Linked DNA regions of Hordeum vulgare: region 1 is linked to region 2. Evidence: chromatin contacts called from public Hi-C data. All regions are on one chromosome and are shown on one strand. Each heading gives the region's core, a stretch centred on a gene start, on an enhancer-like site or on the middle of the called end of the contact. The rest is flanking DNA. Distances are from core to core; before and after follow the strand shown. Region 1 has its middle 64 kb from the start of LOC123399456. Region 2 has its middle 11 kb from the start of LOC123398658.

Region 1 (2,914 bases), core at 323-2,822, 250 kb after region 2:
AAGATATCCTTATAAAAATACATATAAGATAAGAAACATTTATGATTTCTGCGAAGAAATAATTTATGATTAACAATAGATGTCGATAACCACCACACGTGTGACGGCAGAAACCCGCGACCACACGCCTCGTGACTACATATTGGGTCATGTCACCGCATGCATTTACAAGTGACAAAACTGATGATGCCATGAATTTTTCGTTTTTTTCAGTTTTCAAATTGTTTTATCTCTTAAGTAAAAATTCTGATTGAAAAAACATTTTCACCATTAAATCTGTTGCGACCAGATTTTTGAAACTACATCTCATATCGATATGTTTTCATGACTCTTTTTGTTAAAAGTTGCCATGTCTATTGCACATAAATTGCCACGGTAACTAAACTAAAGTTGCTATGATGTATTTCAACTACTTTTTTCTGTGTTTAAAGTAATTTTGACATGCTATAAAAAATTAAGAAATTAAAATTGTCACGATGAATTACTAAAATTTGCCATGATCCATGAAATAATTTTAACATGGTTCATAAGTAAAAATAATAATATAATGTCAATTACTTTAAAAATGCATGGTCAATTGCTTAAATTTGCCATCAACCATAAACTAAAATTGACATGATGAATTACTTAAATTTTTCATGATACATGCACTAAAATTTGTCATGGTTCATACAAAAAAATATGTTTCATGTTCAAAATACTAGAATTACGATGGTCAAAATACTAAAATTGTGATGATCTATAAACTCGATTTGTCATGATGAATTACTAAAAATTGTCACTATTCATGAATTAAATTTATCGTGGTTCATTACTAAATTTTTTCATGATCAATTAATAAAAAATATCATGAAAAGTAGTTGAAATACAATTGTAGATTTGAATCTAGAACAAAAAGCTAGATGAAACATGCAGTGCTAACTTTATTGTAAACGCTATGACAATTTTAGTGTAAACATCACGGCAACTTTTAACCTAAAAAAGATCGTCGAAACATATTAATATGGGACCTAGTTTTAAAGATTGCGTCGAGACAGATTTAACGATGAAAAACAATTTTTAATTGGATTTTTTATTTAAAAGATAAAACTTATTTAAGTTTAAAAATTAAAAAGTTTTCGTTAATATCATATGTTTGATATAGCAAGATTGATGATTATGAAAATGTATGAACCATGTTGACGCATGTCACATGTGGGCGCGTCACCTTTTGCTCCCTCTGTTTTTCAAATATAAGTCTTTATAGAGACTTATTAGAGGATTGTATAAAAAAATCTACACTCTAAAATATGTCTATATATATTTGTATGTAGTCTTTTTATTAAATACTCCCTCCGTCCGAAAATACTTGTCCTAGAAATGTACAAAATGGATGTATCTATAACTAAAATAAATCTAGATACATCTATTTCTAGAACAAGTATTTCCGGACGGAGGAAGTATCTGAAAAGCTTATATTTAAAAACGAAGGTAGTATGATGTTTTATAAACCACACACCGTAATGGGTTATCCATGTCACTGTTTCTATCCCATGCTATCCTGCATACCCTAGTTGTCGATCCTATGCTGTACTGCATACTCGCGAGTGGCTGGAGTTGGCACACGGCGACGCACTACCTGTGGTCAGTGCCTCGGTGGTCGTGTGGAGTCGGCGGCACGACCAAATCCATATCTCCTCCATCCGGCCACCATTTCGCAACGCCGAGAGCAGATGCGTGCAACTCCGGCTTCCAGTGTGTACACGCCATCTTCGATCCGAATCTCCTCCGGAATTTCAACGCGCGCCCGCACAGGTCGCCGGCGGTCGAGCTCGCCGCCGAAACAGGGAGTCCACGCCGCACTCGCAGCCACACATACATAACCTCCCCGCATCGGTCGAACGGCTGCAGTTATATGATGGACGGATAAAACCTGACATTTTATCATTATCTGGATGAAAACACGGATATTTGAACTGGTTTTCGCAGAATTTTAATTTAAAAAGACCACTAGCCGAATATTACTGTTAAAAAAGACCACACGCGATACGAAATACGAGAAGAGACCCCCATTTTTCGTGACGGCAGACACGCGAGGTGACGCGTGGCACCTGCCGTCACGGGCCGAGACGGCTGGGCCCCGCCGTCACCCGGCCGGGCAGGTGGCACCTGCCGCCAGCACTCGAGGCGGCAGGCTGCCCATGCTCGCGTACATGCATGCCTCAATCGCTGGCTGCCCATCACGGCCATGCATGCTCAAATTGTACGCCATGCACATCATCTGGCCGGTCGCCTCAAGCGCTGGCGGCAGATGCCACCTGCCCGGCCGGGCGCCTCGCCGGGTGGCAGCGGGGCCTAGCCGCCTCGGCCCGTGGCGGCAGGTGTCACGCGTCACCCGGCGCGCCTGCCGCCACGAAAAATGAAGGTCTCTTCTCGCATTTCATACCACATGGTTTTTTTTAACAATAACATTCGGCTAATGATTTTTTTTTTTGACAAAAATTCGTTTTCGCATGCCAAATACGGCGGTGTCCGGGCTCCCCAGAACTCCCAAAAGAAGGAAGAGATAGGCGCGCCACAATGGCGGGCAACAAAAATCCCGAGATTTGTGAAGGAGCATCTGTCCCTGTGTGGTGGCGCGGAGAGGCGTGAGCGGGTTTGGGGCCGCACGGGGCCGTGCCGCTACGTCCTGGCCTGGATGCCGTGGCTAGCAGCTAGCTCCGGCTCCCGGACGAGAACGACGCGCGCCGTGCTCCGGTGATCACAGTCATTTTCGTCTCCTCGGTGCGCTGTGTGTGTTCGCTCGATTAGCAGGATGAAACGTGGGGATCGCAGGACAAATCTTCTTATCCTCTTTTCTGCTTACGGGGTCCAAAGATTTTAGCTCGCGTTCCGCACCACGTAGGAGGCATCGCGTCGCTCTTGGTTGGAGCTG
Region 2 (2,700 bases), core at 172-2,671:
CTTTGAGTAGACCGGTGGCTAACTTTTTTTTAAGGAATGGCTAACTAGTTTCATGATCCATTACCAAACGGATATACCGTTTGAATCTACGGCCCAGTATCTGCGTCCGAGCATTCAGCTAGCCAATGGGCTGCAACACAATGCCACGGGGGCCGAAGATGAATTAGGAGCACCGCACACCCGTCATGCTACGAAATTATTAATTGAAGAGTATTTTTTCCTTAAAGACCACTTTTATTTTTTCAGGTTGCGACAAAGGGTGCATTGCGTGTATATCATTTGTCGCAATCGGGAGTGTTTCCTTCTTTCGTAGAATCGTATATTCAAAACGTTTTATCTCTTAAACTGTGTGTTTAAATTTTAAACCGTTTTCATCGTTGAGTTCCTCGTGTCGATATCTTTAAAGCTAGATTTCATGTTATTTCTTAAACAATTTTTTTCCATAAAAAACCAGACCAATAAACTGTGCATCTCGTGATAGAAAAGAAAACAAAGAACACGTTTCTTCCGTTTCCAAGAGGCCTCTTGTGATGATAAAACCGTGTCTTTCGCACATGCAAAATCGTGGCTCTCGCAAAAAAATATATTTTTTTATTTCTGAGAGGCACGACCGTGCCTTTCACGAAAGCGAAATTGTGCCTCTCGCGATAGAAAAAATAATAGAAAACATTTTTTTTCTTTTTCAGTAAGCAAGACCTTGCGTGTCGCGAAAATAAAACCATGACTCTCGTGATAGAAAAAATAAATATAAAAACACATTATTTTTTTGAAAACGAAAAACCATGCCTCTCGTGAAAAAGAAACGTGCCTCTCAGGAAAAAAAAAACAAAAATAATGTTTTTTCACGCATTTTTTATTTTTCTCTAAAAGCTAAAAAATACCGGCTAAAAACCCAAACACCGAAAAAACCCCCAAAACTCATAAAAACATAAATAATGCATATAAAAAAATAAAAAAATTATTTTTTAAGAAAACATTTAGAACATGATTGAGAACGCGTTGAGTGACTGACACGTAAGAACGATAGTTGAGAAGTTTTCGAAGAAGCGCTCGGAAACTTGTTGGTGCGGCCGCCGGCCAGGCCAACCTCATCCCCACTCTCTGTCGGTCTGTCCTGCCTGCGCCACCGCTCTCTGTTCCTCTCGACCCCCCCAACGAACTCTCAGATTCCCCGCCACACTACGCCGCGCAGCACGAAATATCGTCCCGCCCGACGTGTCGGTCCGCGCGCGCGCGCGCCCACGGCCAGCGCCGCGCGCCCTTGGCACAACGCGGGATCGACAAGGGTCCGGCAGCGGCAGCCAACTCCGGTAGCTGTGTAGGCTGCGCGCGCGGCGCCATCATCATGCCGCTCGTACTCGTACGACCCTGCCGGGCAGGCCAGCGCGGCGTGCGCAGGGACGGGAACGTGGCTGAAAGCGGAAGCCGAACCACCTGTGTATCTCCCGCGCGTCCGACGTGTGTGCCGGGCACCGTCACGCGTGAGCTGGACTCCAACGGCTTGTCGTGACAGGGAGGGAGGGTGGGGGGTGGCTGGACGCCAACTCGCTGCTCCACAGCGGCGACGTCGACGCGTGCGTCCGAACTGGCGGGGTTGGTGTCATGGCGTCGAGTCCGGCCGGGAGGACATGGCGATGGCAGGTACGAGAGTACGTGCGTGGCGTTCGGGCGCTGGGGGAAGGGACCCAAGGGGGTACACCTGGTACTGCTGCTTCTACAGGTGTGCCACTGTGCTGCTAGCAGCCGGTGAGTCGTCGTCGTGGGAGGACGCGGACGCGGAAGGGTTGGAAACCGGCACTGTGCTGAGAGATTCTTTAACGGACCCGTATTTTTTCGACCCGCATCAATCGTTTACAGTGTCACGAGCGGAGCGAAATCATGGGCAGTAGAATATGCAACTGTATGATTTGAAAAAAAACTTTTATGAAAGAAATTGCATCGACACTGATCATTCATAGTTCATCACATACTACATGATCATACATACTACATTCTATTCTACGCAACTACGTACTAGAAGGGGGTCGAGCTAAGCTGGCCCTACCGGAGCTCATCGGAGGTAACTACCCTACCGCACTACGCAGAATTGCGCTCATCGAAGCTCGTGTGGTAGTTGTCCAACGGCAGCACTCAGTCGTCGTTCAAGGAGGAGCAGAGGTCGACGTAGATGCGCTCCTGCTCAGTGGCCTCGCGGCACCACTTCTCCACCTTGTCGCCGAAGGCGAGGGCCGATGCGACACCCTGCTCGTAGAGCACGGTGTCGATCTCCTCGTTCCTCCGGCGACGTTGTCGGTCCTCTTTCGCCTCCCGCGCACTGCACGCTATCAACAAGGGCAAAAGGGTGTCCGTCTCCGTCAGGGGGAGGAAGTCCTCCGGTCTGACAACGCCCCTAGCACATCGCTCCGGCCCCACCTCGACCTCCGGCTCCATCTTCACCGAAGGGAGCTCATCTAGTTTCCTCTTCACGGGGGAAGGGAGGAGCGCAAGCGCGAGCTCGATGCCTCCGAGGAACTGTCGTTGTCGAAGAAGAGGCGGCCGTGTGCACGGTCGTACTCCTCTGTCTCGTGGCGGAGGAGCGACGACAGCGGTGACCGGCCACAGAGCATGTACCGCGGGGCGGTGCGCTTCCGCGCCGCGTCGGATCTGACGTGACGCGCCCTCTCGGGGTCGTCGTTGCCACGGCCATCGGAGTTGGCCATC

What was found. A called contact is a pair of places that touch in the nucleus more often than the background predicts.
Region 1: a contact with region 2 is called in a Hi-C map of leaf, with 2.7 times the contacts expected there. The contact joins two enhancer-like sites. A contact is called at or near these places in 3 of 6 Hi-C or Micro-C datasets (leaf and seedling).

What each region holds. Positions count from the first base shown.
Region 1 is chr5H:460,113,734-460,116,647 of MorexV3_pseudomolecules_assembly, forward strand. No RefSeq gene overlaps it. Among protein-coding and RNA genes, the nearest start is that of LOC123399456, 64 kb to the right of the region's middle. Within about 2 kb of position 1,573, at least 1 of the 3 cell types and tissues checked has open chromatin away from gene starts, as enhancers often do. A contact at or near this core is called in leaf, where this site is marked.
Region 2 is chr5H:459,860,695-459,863,394 of MorexV3_pseudomolecules_assembly, forward strand. No RefSeq gene overlaps it. Among protein-coding and RNA genes, the nearest start is that of LOC123398658, 11 kb to the left of the region's middle. Within about 2 kb of position 1,422, at least 3 of the 3 cell types and tissues checked have open chromatin away from gene starts, as enhancers often do. A contact at or near this core is called in leaf, where this site is marked.